2 separate regions of the Sus scrofa genome follow, and region 1 is linked to region 2. A link is a contact called in public Hi-C data. All regions are on one chromosome and are shown on one strand. The core of a region is the stretch at or near the end of the contact, and the rest is flanking DNA. Distances in the headings are between cores, read along the strand shown.

Region 1 (6,341 bases), core at 1,611-4,110, 50 kb after region 2:
GCTTTCCTGGGGATCCTGGGGATGGGTGGGGTGCTGCCTCCAGGGCCCTGCTGGGCGGGGTCCCCTCCTCATCAAGGCCTGGGGTCCAGCCTCCATGGTGGGGCTGTAGGCAGAAGCCACAGCCTGAGGTGTGCTGCTCTCGGGGGTGACCACTGACCAGAGAGACTTCCCCACCGCCTCCCCTCTCTCCCTTGGACACCCCAGTCTCTGCTCCTGGAGCATCCTGGGGTTTTGCCCAGAAAACCTCTGGGAGGCGGAAAGAGCCTCAGCTGTGAGCCTGCAGCTCTGGTGATGGGAAAATCCTCTTCGGGGAGTTCCCTGGTGGCCAAATGGCTGGGATGCAGGGCTATCGCCACCGCAGCCCAGGTTCAACCCCTTGTCTGGAACTGAGATCCCACATCCAGCCACTGACGATGTGGCCAAAAAAAGAGAATCATATTCATCCTTGCACCCTTTTAAAGGAGCGCGACCCTGTGTGTGTTGATTTAACCCTAGAGGGCTGAAAACTCCGGCAGGGAGAGGAAGGCAGGGACCCAAAGTGCTCAGGGGACCCCTAGCCCCTGCTGCCTCTCCCTCCAACTCCAGGGCCACGGATAGAAGACCCTGAGAAGGATTTTGTCCTTAAACGGAAGGGGAGCAGGATTTGCCGGCTTTGGCAGAAGGCTTATTTTGAGCTAAAGGCATCAACATCGGGCAGCTTCAGGCAAAGTGCTTTACCTGCCCTGTGGCCACTGTGTGACGTACCAGGAGGCTGGATGGGGAAGCGGTGTAGACTTACTGCAAACAGAGAAGCCTTTCTTTCACATCCTTTTGTGCCCCCAGGCCCCACCCCTCTCCTTAGCTCAGGAAGTTAGAAAAGCCACAATTACCGGCTGCCCTTTGGGTCTCATGGGTGTTTTTCTTTTGGTTTGGTTTTTGGCCCATGGCACAAGGCAGTGCCAATTCCAGTCTCATGGTCGCATGTCTTTAGGGGGCTCCGATACACGCAAAATTTGTTTTTCTTCTGCTACCTTGTTTTATATCAATTTAATTATTACACAAGCCAAAAACCCTAGAAGGGAAGAAGGGGAAAGCCTTCCCACCCCAACACACACACAGCAAAACCGACTGTTTTTTCATTGTTGAAGCGTTCCCAGACCGTGAGCCCAAACCCTGCAAACCCAGGCTGGCTCATGTGTAGGGAGTCCATCCCACCTCCCAGCTGCCTCCCCGCCCATAAATCATCAGAAACAGCAGCAACAGGACAAAGCTCTGACTTTCCCAACATTTGCCACTGTTCTCTTTCCTAGTACTTGAACTTTTTTTGGATTTGAACTTGAGAACTTTAGTTCAGTTCCTTTGAGGCTTAGATTACTGTAGGAAGAATCAATGCCTGTACCGTAATTTCTCCTAGGATAGGGTTTATATTCAAATTTGGGCTATCACAGCATCACAGCCTCTTGGCGCTGGAAAGTGTAGTTTCCGCTGCACTGGATGACGCAGTTGAGGGTAAGGTGGGGTGGAAAGCAGGATGAGATGGGAACCGGGGCCCCAGTTCGTCTGAAGAACAGTCTGTTCTTGTCCATGTCAAGATGTTAAGGGGGCGAAGACCCCCAGCCCCCCGCAGAGGGTCCCCACAGGGCTGCCACCTGGAGGGAGGCAGGGCCCAGCCTGGTGGACGCTGCTTCTCAGCGGGGCAGCCTGGTGGGACCTTGGCATCAGGCCACACTGGTTAAGGAAGCAAAGGCCGGGGCCTGGGGGCTGGGCCCTGCTTATCTCTTTGGAGGTTGGGAGGGGTCTTCTGGGAGGAGCTGAAAGGCAGGAGATTTCACCCACGTGCAGGCTGACAAGTGAACCTAAAACGGTTTTAGAGGACAGAGCCCCTGGTCAGGGGGAAACAACACCCCACTGCCCACAACACATCCTCGGGTGTTCCCACAGGGGCCTGCAGACCCGAGCAGAGGAATCGAAGGCTTCTGCGCCCACATCACCTTTGCCCCAAGGGCCACCTCCTACCGCCTGCAGCCCCTCTCCTCCTCCTCCTCCTCCTCCTCACCAGATGGCCCGTGGTCTAGGGAGACAGGGCACCCAGACCGCTGCCAGCAGGCTCACCGGCTCTGAGGTTCAGGCAGGCTCCAGGGAGCTGCCTTCGCAGCCGGAGGTTGGAGGGGCTCCCCAAGGCTCAGATCTGAGGGGAAATGTTGGGGCCCCACCCGTGGCCCCTTTTCTAAGCTGGGCTCCCCGTCACAAGTTCAGCAAAGGAGATGCCCCAGTCCCCGCCGCCCCCCCTCTTCCTCTGCTGGTCTCAGAGGGGAGCACGCCCACAAACCCACCCTCGCGTCTCCTGTACTTTCACCTCTTCTCACAAACAAAGCTCTGCTGCCCTCAGGGCCCGACAGACCTTTGCGCCCGCGCCCCTCCCACTTCCCGGCCTCCCGGCCTCCGGGCCTCCCCGCTCCCCCGCCTCCCGCGAGCCGGCGCCGTCACTTCGGGGAATCGGCGGGGGTGGAAGCGGCAGCCACGCCCCCGCCCTGGGTTCCCGCGCCCCCGCCCTGGGTTCCCGCGCCCCCGCCCGGTCGTGTGCTCTCCGCCCCCACCCGGGTCCCTGAGTTCCCCATCCCCACGCCCCCGATCCCCGTCCTCAGTCCCCGCGCCCCCCACCCTGGTCCCTGTGCTCCCCGTCCCTGCGCTCCCCGTCGCCGCGCGTCCTCCAGCCCCCCACCCCGGTGCCTGTGCTCCCGGTCCCCGCGTTCCCCCAGCCCCCCCCCCAGGTCCCTGCACTCCCAGCCCCAGGAATTTGCCGCCCCCTCACAGGACACCACCTGAGCCGCTTGGATGACTCAGGCCCCCCTCAGCAGCTCGCCAGATGCAAACCCTTACCTCCCGAAAGGCTCCGACCCCCGCCCCACCGCCTCCTGGAGACAGGAGCCGGGGCGCCTCCGCAGTCCTCGCCGATCACGCGTGGGCCTGCGACGCCACCTGGTGGCCTCCAGGACAAAACGCGGCTGCAGGGACAGGGAAGGGTTGCTGGACCCAAGTAGGGGTTCTTGTCTTAGCCTGGGGCTGTTGACCCAGCGCTGATGGAGAGGGACCTGCAGAGATGTGGAAGGAATGGTGGCTGGACAAGCCCTGCTGCTGTGGGGTCAGGACCAGCGTCTGCAGGAAGAGACTGCCCAGCTCCTCCAGGGAGTCCCCCAGCTGGGCAGGACACCCTGCCCTCACAAGGAGTTCGGGACATGCTGGGAGGAAGGACCAGCCCTGCCCTCAAGGAGCTTAAAGCGCAGTAGGGAAAAGACAAAAATACAAACAAATAAGCAAGCAGGAAACATCAACCACACCGCAATTTTTAAAGTTTAAAACAAGAAAGGAGGATATGGAGTTGCTACCACGGCTCACAAGTTAAGGATCCGGCATCGCCACGAGCTGCGGCATGGTCACAGATCCCACTGGGATCGCACTGCTGTGGCTGTGGGGCAGGCCCCCAGCTGCAGCTCCGATTCCACCCCTAGCCCGGGACCCTCCACATGCTGCAGGTGCGGCCCTAAAAAGAGCAACAAATAAGTAGTAGGAGGTTACGTTCGGGATTTGGTAAGCGCCAGGAGGAACACGAAGCCCTGCGACTCACACCTTGTGATGACATGGGAGGAAGTGAGGGATCTCTAAGAAAGTGCGGCTAGTGAGAGCCAGGGATGAAAGCCTCTAAGGGAGGAGCTGCGGGGAACATTCTGGCTAGAGGAGACAGCCATACAAAGGCCCTGGGGCACAGAAAGGCAGTGTATCCCTCCAGAAAAGGGAATCCAGAGAGGAAGTGGTCAGAGGCCAGATCTGGGTGGGGGCGGGGACTCAGAGCAGCCACAGGGCAGTGGCAAGGCCTGCATGATGCTGGTCGGGTCCTGGATGAGTGGTGCATGCAGGGGCTGAGCTGCCCATGACCCAGGCAGAACTGCAGCCTCACAGAGGATGCCAGGAATAAGCCTCTCTCCACTCAACAGGTGCCGATGGGAGACAGCGAGAAGTGGGGTCATGGCATACGGCCTCACACGGCAGCACCAGATCCTGCCCCGTGTCCCAGGGGTGGTGTGATGGGCGGCATGCAGTGGGTCATGTCACCGCTGAGGGACCCAGGGCTGTGGGGCAAGCAGAAAATCCACCAAGTCCCTGCTCCAGGAGGAGGCAGTCAGTGGTGGTCCTTCTGGGTCCCCTTGACTTGGCTGGGGGTGTCAGCGATGGCTACAGAAACTACTCAGCCTCAGACAGTGGACCCCACAATCTGGCCATTCAGCAAGGACACATGGGACGCATGGGGCCTGCAGCCACCAGCCTCCCTCAACAATCCTACCCTCAGCCAAACTCAAATTGGCACAGGTCAGAGGTGCTGGCGGGCTGGGCCACCTGCTCACTGTGTCCCATGCATGTCCCATTTGTCCACCCGCAGGGTAAGGTGACCCACAGAACTGGCCTCCGCCTTGCTCCCAGGATGCTGGCTCAGGTCTTCAGGAGTCCCAGAGTGGTGCAGGCCACATCTCAGATGACCCTTAGCTTCTTTTCTGAGGGCCTGCCGGTGGCATCAACCCAAACACAGCAGGAGGCGATCCTCCCCCCTCAGCCAACACAAGCCCAAGCCATCTGCTGTCCATCGGGACCCACACAGGTGCCGACCTTGGGCAGGGCTGTCTCACCCACCTGGTAGATGGGGTTCGAACTATTGTCCCTGGGCATGGAGAGAGGAGACAGGAGACAGGACACAACCTGGGGGTCTGATGAGAGGACATAGCTGGAGATAGAGGTTAGGAAGCAATAGAGTTGACGATGGCTAGAAGGCAGCCCCATTCCCCATGGAAAAGCATCTGAGGCCCCCCCTCCCCACGTCTGAACAGGAAACCCGGGTTGAATTTGGTCTGGATCACTGGCACATGGGTTTGCTTAAGCCATGGGAGCAATATCACCAAGCATCTGCAGCCTGAGTTGCTGCACCCAGCCTAACCCAAGACTGCAGTTTCCACAGACATTAAGGGTCATGACGGGACACTGTGAACCCTGTGCCCACAGATGTGACAACTTTGATGGCATGGACAAATTCCTTGAAAGACACAGACTATGAAAACTCACACAAATAGCTCTATTTCTAGTAAAAACTGAATCAGTAATTAATACTCTTCCAAACAAGAAAGCCTCAGGCCCAGATTGTTCCACTGGTGAATTGTACCAAACACTTAAGGAGGAAATGACACCAATTATCTGCACTCTTTTCTGGAAAATAGAAACAAAGAGCACGCTTCCTCATTTTGAGGCCAAAATTAACCTAATAAAACCAAAAACAGACAAAGATACAAGAAGAAGAGAAAACCACAGACCGACATCTCTCACTATAAATGCAAAAATTCCCAACAAAATATTAGCAAATTAAATCCAACAATTAATTATGCACGCAAAATAGTTACTTACTACTAAGTGGAATTTATTCCAGGTATGAAAGGCCGACTCAATATTTTTATTTTTTATTACTCAGTGGATTTTATTCCATTTACAGGTGTCCAGTGATCATCACAACCCAATTTTACAGCATGTCCATCCCAAACCCCGGCCCATCCCCTACCCCCCAACCTGTCTCCTCTGGAAACCATATGTTTTTCCAACTCTGTGAGTCAGGAGTATCTGTTCTACAAAGAAGTCCACTGTGTCCTTTTTTTAGATTCCACATATAAGTGATAACATATGATGCTGGTGTCTCACTGTCTGACTAACTTCACTTAGCATGATAATTTCTAGGTCCCTCCATGTTGCTGCAAATGCCATTATTTCTTTCCTTTTAATGGCTGAGTAATATTCCATTGTGTATATGGACCACCTCTTCTTGATCCACTCCTCTGTCAACGGACATTTAGGTTGCTTCCATGTCTTGGCTGTTGCACATAGCGCTGCAATGAACATGGTGGTACGTGTGTCTTTGTGAGTCGTGGTTGACTTAGAAAGTCCAGAGATGCCCAGGAGTGGGGTTCCTGGATCAAATGGTCATTCTGTTTTCAGTCCATACTGTTTTCCACAGTGGCTGCACCAATTTACATTCCCACCAAGTGTCATAGGACTCCATTTTCTCCACACCCTCTCCAGCATTTATTGTTTGTAGACTTTTTGATGATGGCCTTTCTGGCCAGTGGTACCTCGGAGTGGTTTTGACGTGTGTTTCTCTAATAATGAGTGATGTTGAACATCTTTTCACGTGTTTTTTGGCCATCTGTATGTCTTCTTTGGATAATTGCCTGTTTAGACCTTCTGCCCATTTTTTGATGGGGTTGTTTGTTTTTTTGGTATTGAGCTGCAGGAGGTGTTTATAAATTTTGGAGATTAATCCCTTGGCAGTT
Region 2 (5,773 bases), core at 1,092-3,591:
GCTTCCCGCTATGGCAGCAGCATTTTCGTCCACAGGGGGTCCACGCCTGGCATCGGTGTCAGGGGAGGGACAGTGAGGCCGTGCCCCCCCCCCCGGCTCACCCCGCAGCTGCCCAGCTGGCTGTGGGCAGCGTCTGCCCCGGGGCACCCCAAGGGCCCGCACATCTGGACGCCGGGCAGAACCGGCGGGATCAGGGACAGGGGCTGATTTCCAGGGCAGGGCAGGGCAGGGGCTCTCCTCCCCCTGAAGAGCGGGGGCCACTGGGGCTGTGTCTCCAGAGGTGGACGGCGGACCCCGCCCCCTCCCCCAGCCGCGAGTCAGGTCCCCTGCAGGCGTCCCGAGCCGGAGCCCACGAGGACTCTGCACACACGGAGGTCCACCCATTTCAGCCCCTTCAGACGCGCCGGAGGGGCTGAAATGGGGCCAGGAAGCCCCGGGGATATGAACTGACTCACACCCTGGCCATCCTGGGACCGCCTGGAACTCGGTTTCTTCCCTCCCTGGAAACCCGGGTCTGGCAACCGATCAGCTGCGGATGCCTAGTGACTGACCCTCTGCTGGCACCAGCCCCCGTCTGTAAGGCGAGCCTGTAACTTCTCTGGAAGGTCTTGGTGGTGGGTGTTCCCCAGCCCTGCCTCTCTGCTTTCCTCAGAGCACGTGGGACTCTTGCTACTTGAATCTGTGCCTCCCTGGTTGCAAGTCCTAAATCTCCAAATAAACACTTTTCTTAATCACACGTTTCTGTTGTTGGTTTTGGGGGCTTTGTTTTCCTTTGGTTGCCCCGTGGTGTATGGCGTTCAATGCCGGATCCTTAACCCGCTGTGCGGGCTGAGGAGCGAAGCTGCGTCCCAGCATGTCAGAGATGCTGCCGGTCCCCGTGCGGCACAGCAGAAACTCCAGGGTTTTTTATTTTGTTGTGTTCTGTTTTCGTTTTTTGCTTTTTTATCGACAGGGCCAAGTGGGTTCTGTACCCAGCACGGTCCTTCTCCAGAGGAACCCCTGCCCCCCAACCCTCGTCCAGTTGCTGCCCCAGGTGAAGGGCCCAAAACAGGCCAGGCCTGAGGACTTGCCCAGCCGGACTCAGAGCAGCAGAGCCAATGGGACAGGCGGGGTGGGCTCATTCTCAGGGCCAGGCTGGGGCCCCTCCCCAGGTGGAAACACAGCACACTCGGGGCCAGGAAAGGCTTTCTTTTATTAAACTGTAGACACACATGTGTATGTGCTGCTGTGAAAGGAGGGGCTGCCTCAGGCCGCAGGCAGATGCTAGTAGCCTCTGTAATCCTTTATGAGCTGCAGAACTGCTTGGAAAATTACCAGAGAGCCAGTGGTGCAAACGATGATGAACGCAATGATCAGAAGGAGGCCCAGGACCAGAGCCCAGATGTTCAGGCACTTGGCGGTGGAGGCATAGCTCTGGGCCCCAATGATGTCTCCCACCATCTTCCGGTCCCTCGCCTGGAGGAGAAGACATGGTGAGGGGGACCTGGAGCAGGTGCAGGCCACAACCAGGCGCTGTCCTCCGGGGGGCCCCCCAGGGCCCATTCCCCCAGATGGGGACCCAGCCCTGGCCCGTCCCCTGGAGCCTGAGCAGGACAGGGCCTGCCGGGCCCCTCCCTCCCCTCCTGGGGCCTGGGTCTCCCTCCTCACAGCCTCCCAGCCTCTCCAGGAAGCCCCAGGCCTCCTCCTCCCCCCTCTGCTCTGGCCCCGTTGCTGGCTCAGCGCCCTTAAAGGACCTTTTCTCTTTTCTGGGTCTGAGTCCCAAGGGTGAAGGAAGGGTTTAACTGCTCTAATTGGGCCGGGCAGGGGCAGGTCTCGGGAGGGTGGAGACACAGCCCCCCACCCCACCCCTGAGCCCGCCATCCCCAGGGGCACCCACGCAGCCTCGCCCCAAACTCTCACTGGGAAGGAGCCCCAAGCCACACACACACACACACACACACACACACACACACACACACACACACACACGGAAGGACACACGCATCAGCTCCCCACACACCTCATGGCACATCTGGGCAGGGGGCCTCTCCAGGCTCACACACACCTTCTTGGAGTCCCCCCTCCACCACGTCCCTCCTCCACTGACGCCCACCCACCTTCACGGAGTAGGCGAAAGCCACGAAGCCCAGGCAGCACCAGTTCATGAAGAGGGTGTTGAACAGGGACCAGACGACGTGGTCGGGCACGGAGGTCTCGCTTCGGATGTTGATCACCGTGGTGGCCACGGGGGCTGAGGTCTGGGGAGCCCCCAGCACGGCCACCTCGTGCTCCTCCTTGAGCATCTCATATGTTGGGGGTCCTCCATGGGCACCAGTGAAGAAGGGCTGGGAAGCGCAGTTCATGGTGCCCAGGAGAAGCTGTGGTCTGGAGAGGGGATGTGCAGGGGTGCTCTGTTTCCCCAGTAGTTTCGATTTCTCTACAGTTTCCTTTTCCTGGCTTTTGGGGGAACTGCCAACGGGCTGGGAGGAGGAGGCGGGGCGATCCGGGGAGTGTCAGGTTACACCGGGGTGGGTGGGTGGGTGGAAGGCTGAGGGCCCAGTGGGAGCTTCCTGCCCCAGAGCGACAAGGGGCAGAAGGGTTTCCTTTGGCCTTCCAGGGTCTCGGCCGAGATGAAGGGGAGGAAAACAGATCCAAGCTGACGCTGTGGGTACCTCTGCACACGTGGGCGAGACCCAGACACCCCGAGTAACTCCCTGCAAAGGCTGAAGCCAGCTTTCTCGCCGCCTGCAGGGAGAGACGAGATGTTGGGGAGCACTGGGGGGAGGAGACCAGGAAAGGCACCCAGATAAGGCTGAGGTTTCACCCCGAGTTCAGCCCTTGCCTTCTCCACCCGTGAGGGAGTCTAGAGAAGAGGTTGCCCCTCCGTCCTGGTGCAGGAGGGACCCTCAGGACCGGAGGCTTCCCTGACACCTGGCAGGGCCTTTCGAAAGGGTCCTTCTACTGGGCTTCAGAGCTTCGCTCCCAAGTGTTCAATTTCCTAAAAGTACCAGCTGGTGACTGAAGACAAAGGCACAAACTAAAGGTTGAGGATTATGTTTCTTTGGCAGAATTTCTGAGCCCCTCAAGCCAAGGATGCAGCCTCTCAGGTGGCTCTGAGGGGCTGGTCCAAGGGGTTGGGGACATGCAGGAGCCTTTTTTTTTTTTTTTTCGCTTTTTGCTTTTTGCCTTTTCTAGGGCTGCTCCTGCGGCATATGGAGATTCCCAGGCTAGGGGTCCAATCAGAGCTGTAGCTGCCGGGCCTATGCCAGAGCCACAGCAACGCTGGATCCACGTCTGTGCCCTGCACCACAGCTCAGGGCAACGCCAGATCCTTAACCCACTGAGCAAGGCCAGGGATCGAACCTGCAACCTCACGGTTCCTAGTTGGATTCGTTAACCACTGCACCACGACGGGAACTCCAGGGACATGTAGGAGCTTTGCAGGAAAAACCAGGGAGTCGAAACCTCCAAGATGACTGTTAATTAAAGAAGACCAGACACCGCAGGGTCCTGAATCTGGCACTTTTCTGAATCTGGTGCAGGGGAGGGTGCTAGAGCCTGGGCTCGCTGAAGTCCTTCCTATGCGGTGCACCTCGGCTCTCTGGGGCCAGTGTCCTGCTCTGCCCCAGCCTGCATCCCTCAGGGACGGCTGCAGCATCTTCTGTTTGCTGATGTGGCAGGTGGGCACGGCTTAAAACCATCACTTGGGCTGACCAGTCCCGCTTCCCATCACACCGCAGCAGGCCCGTCTCAGCGGCCCGGCCTCCCCTATCGCGGGCTGTGGTTGGATGGGCGACGTGTCTTGAGTAATGACGACTTTTCTCTTATGTAATTTACGCGAGTGATGGTCTGTGGGATTTAATTTTAATGATGGCTGTGCTTAGAATCAACTCACAAAATTCCAGGAAGTGAGACCGGCCGGTTCCTGGGTTTCACCCTTCATGCCAGCCCCGCCTCCATCCCTGCCTCGCTTCCCCTGCAGGCTCCTGGTGAGCAGCCGAGGCCTTTGTCAGCATCCCCTTCGCCCCGCAGAGAGGATGGCCCGCACCCTGCCTGCAGCTCTGCCCGTGGGTACCCCACCGCCGGCCCAGGTGCTAAGCTCCCCCTGCCTCTCTGTGTCCAACCCCGCCCCTCCCCCTGAGCTGACCCCTGGAGAAGCGGGCTGGGAACCTGTCCTGCGCCATCAACTGGCCCCAGGAGTGAGCAGAGGGCCGGGCCTTGGGAAGCTGTGGTGGGTGATACGGGTCAGGACCACCTGCCCGTTGGCCCCTGGAAAGTCCATCCTCGAAGGCACTGCTGCTGGGTCTGAAACCAACAGCACTAAGGGCCTGAACCCAGCCAGAACCCAGACTGGGACTCGCACCCACGTTCTGAGTTAGAATCACTCACCCGATGTCTGGACTTGCTGAGGTTCCGGTCCTTTGTGCCTCTTCACAGAAGGAATTCTGCGAGAGACAAAGCGATGGGCAAGAAACAGATTTATTAGGATAGGACGCTCTTGAGAGATGCAAGTGGGCAGGCAAGGAGACTCTGCCCGAGGGCTAGTTTTATCTTGGGGGGGGTGAAAAGACCGCCTCGTTCTTCCTGGGGGTAGGGGTGGCTCCTCCTAGGTATCTGGTAAGGTGTGTATTCAAATCAGTCCTCAAACTCCTGCCCTGGGTCTGAATCCCAGTGCAGGCCTCGGTCCACCCCCCACCCAAGGACCTTGGGCAAGTCACTTCCTGAGGCGATTCACTTCCACTAGTCAAGCAAGCCTGCCTTGCTCTGATGGCTTTTCTGAGCAGTCATTATCCTACTGTGAGCTCCCCATCTCCCCTAAGCGTCACTCTTCAACTGTGTCCTCTCTCGGGACTTCTGCCTCTGGCTGTGCAGACTCCATCCCCTCAGTGCCTCCCTGTCTGCTCCTCTCCCAGGGTGGGACCCTGGTTTTGACTTCCGTCCAACCACCACGCACCTGCCCTCACAGCCCCCTGGAGTGGGGAGTGGGCAGTGCCTGCTGGGCGGGGAAGGGTCCCCGAGGACTTGATCAGGGCCCAGAGCCCCCGAGCCCCACGTGACCGTGAAGCCGGAAGAGGTTCTGACCTGCCCTGAGCCCACACTTCCTGAGACATCACCTTCTCCGGGACTTGCCAGCTGCTCCCCTGGGGACAGGCAGGGATGTGCCTCCACCTCCCCTACCCCCCAACTGGGGCTCTGCCCTCAAGCAGCTGTGGGATCAGGTCTGAAAACCAGTTCAGGCAGAGGCCTGGGCTCAGGAGCCGACTGGGGCTTTGCCGTAAGTCCTGGTCCTCGGCTGCTGGAGGTGAGGGCCTCCCGGGGTTGTCTGTCCTCCTATTGTGCCACGAGGGTCACACTGCCACCCTCTCTAGACCTCTCTGCTGTGCATCCTGTGGGAGACGGCAACGCTGCCCCCAACACTGAGGCCTCCCTGCAGGCAGACTGCTCCCAGCGCCCGTCCTGGGCCCGGAGGCCCTGCACCTGCTGGCCCTGCACCCACTCGCTGGGCACAGCCCTTTGGAGGGTTTTCCAGCTTCACACACTCTGTCCTGATGGAGGAGTCAGGATGGAAGGCCCCTCAAGACAGTGGACAAGGGCAGTCACCAAGGGGCTCCTGGGGATGTGGGAACGTGCGGCCCCCTCAGAGGAGACCTCAGGACACAGGAGCAGAACCAGGCCCCCAGGCTTGGGCTGTGCACGGGTGGGGGGGAGAGCGTTTGTGAGGCCAGGACCCCACCTTCCTGAGCGCGGCCCACCTGCCCCTCTCTACCTGGCCAGGGAGTGGGGCTCCAAGCAG

What was found. Hi-C and Micro-C count contacts between places; a contact is called where the count stands out from the background.
Region 1: a Hi-C map of retroperitoneal adipose tissue shows a contact between it and region 2, with 2.2 times the contacts expected there. The contact joins the enhancer-like site here to the promoter of IFITM3 in region 2. A contact is called at or near these places in 1 of 5 promoter capture datasets (liver), 11 of 47 Hi-C or Micro-C datasets (blood, epiblast stem cells, heart right ventricle and 6 more) and 2 of 2 datasets of contacts at active chromatin or transcription factors (alveolar macrophages and skeletal muscle).

Annotation. Positions count from the first base shown.
Region 1 is chr2:176,586-182,926 of Sscrofa11.1, forward strand. It overlaps LOC102166195 (a long non-coding RNA gene), which reads right to left. Exons shown (of 4, transcript XR_002341370.1): 2 at 2,860-3,071. It overlaps LOC110259204 (a long non-coding RNA gene), which reads left to right. Exons shown (of 4, transcript XR_002341372.1): 4 at 1-2,501. Among named protein-coding and RNA genes, the nearest start is that of B4GALNT4, 13 kb to the right of the region's middle. Within about 2 kb of position 2,861, at least 54 of the 83 cell types and tissues checked have an H3K27ac peak or open chromatin away from gene starts, as enhancers often do. A contact at or near this core is called in epiblast stem cells, liver, mesenteric adipose tissue and 4 more, where this site is marked.
Region 2 is chr2:127,395-133,167 of Sscrofa11.1, forward strand. IFITM3 (interferon induced transmembrane protein 3) reads right to left here and starts at 2,342. Exons shown (of 2, transcript NM_001201382.1): 1 at 2,097-2,342; 2 at 1,264-1,455. The coding sequence starts at 2,342. The coding sequence ends at 1,264.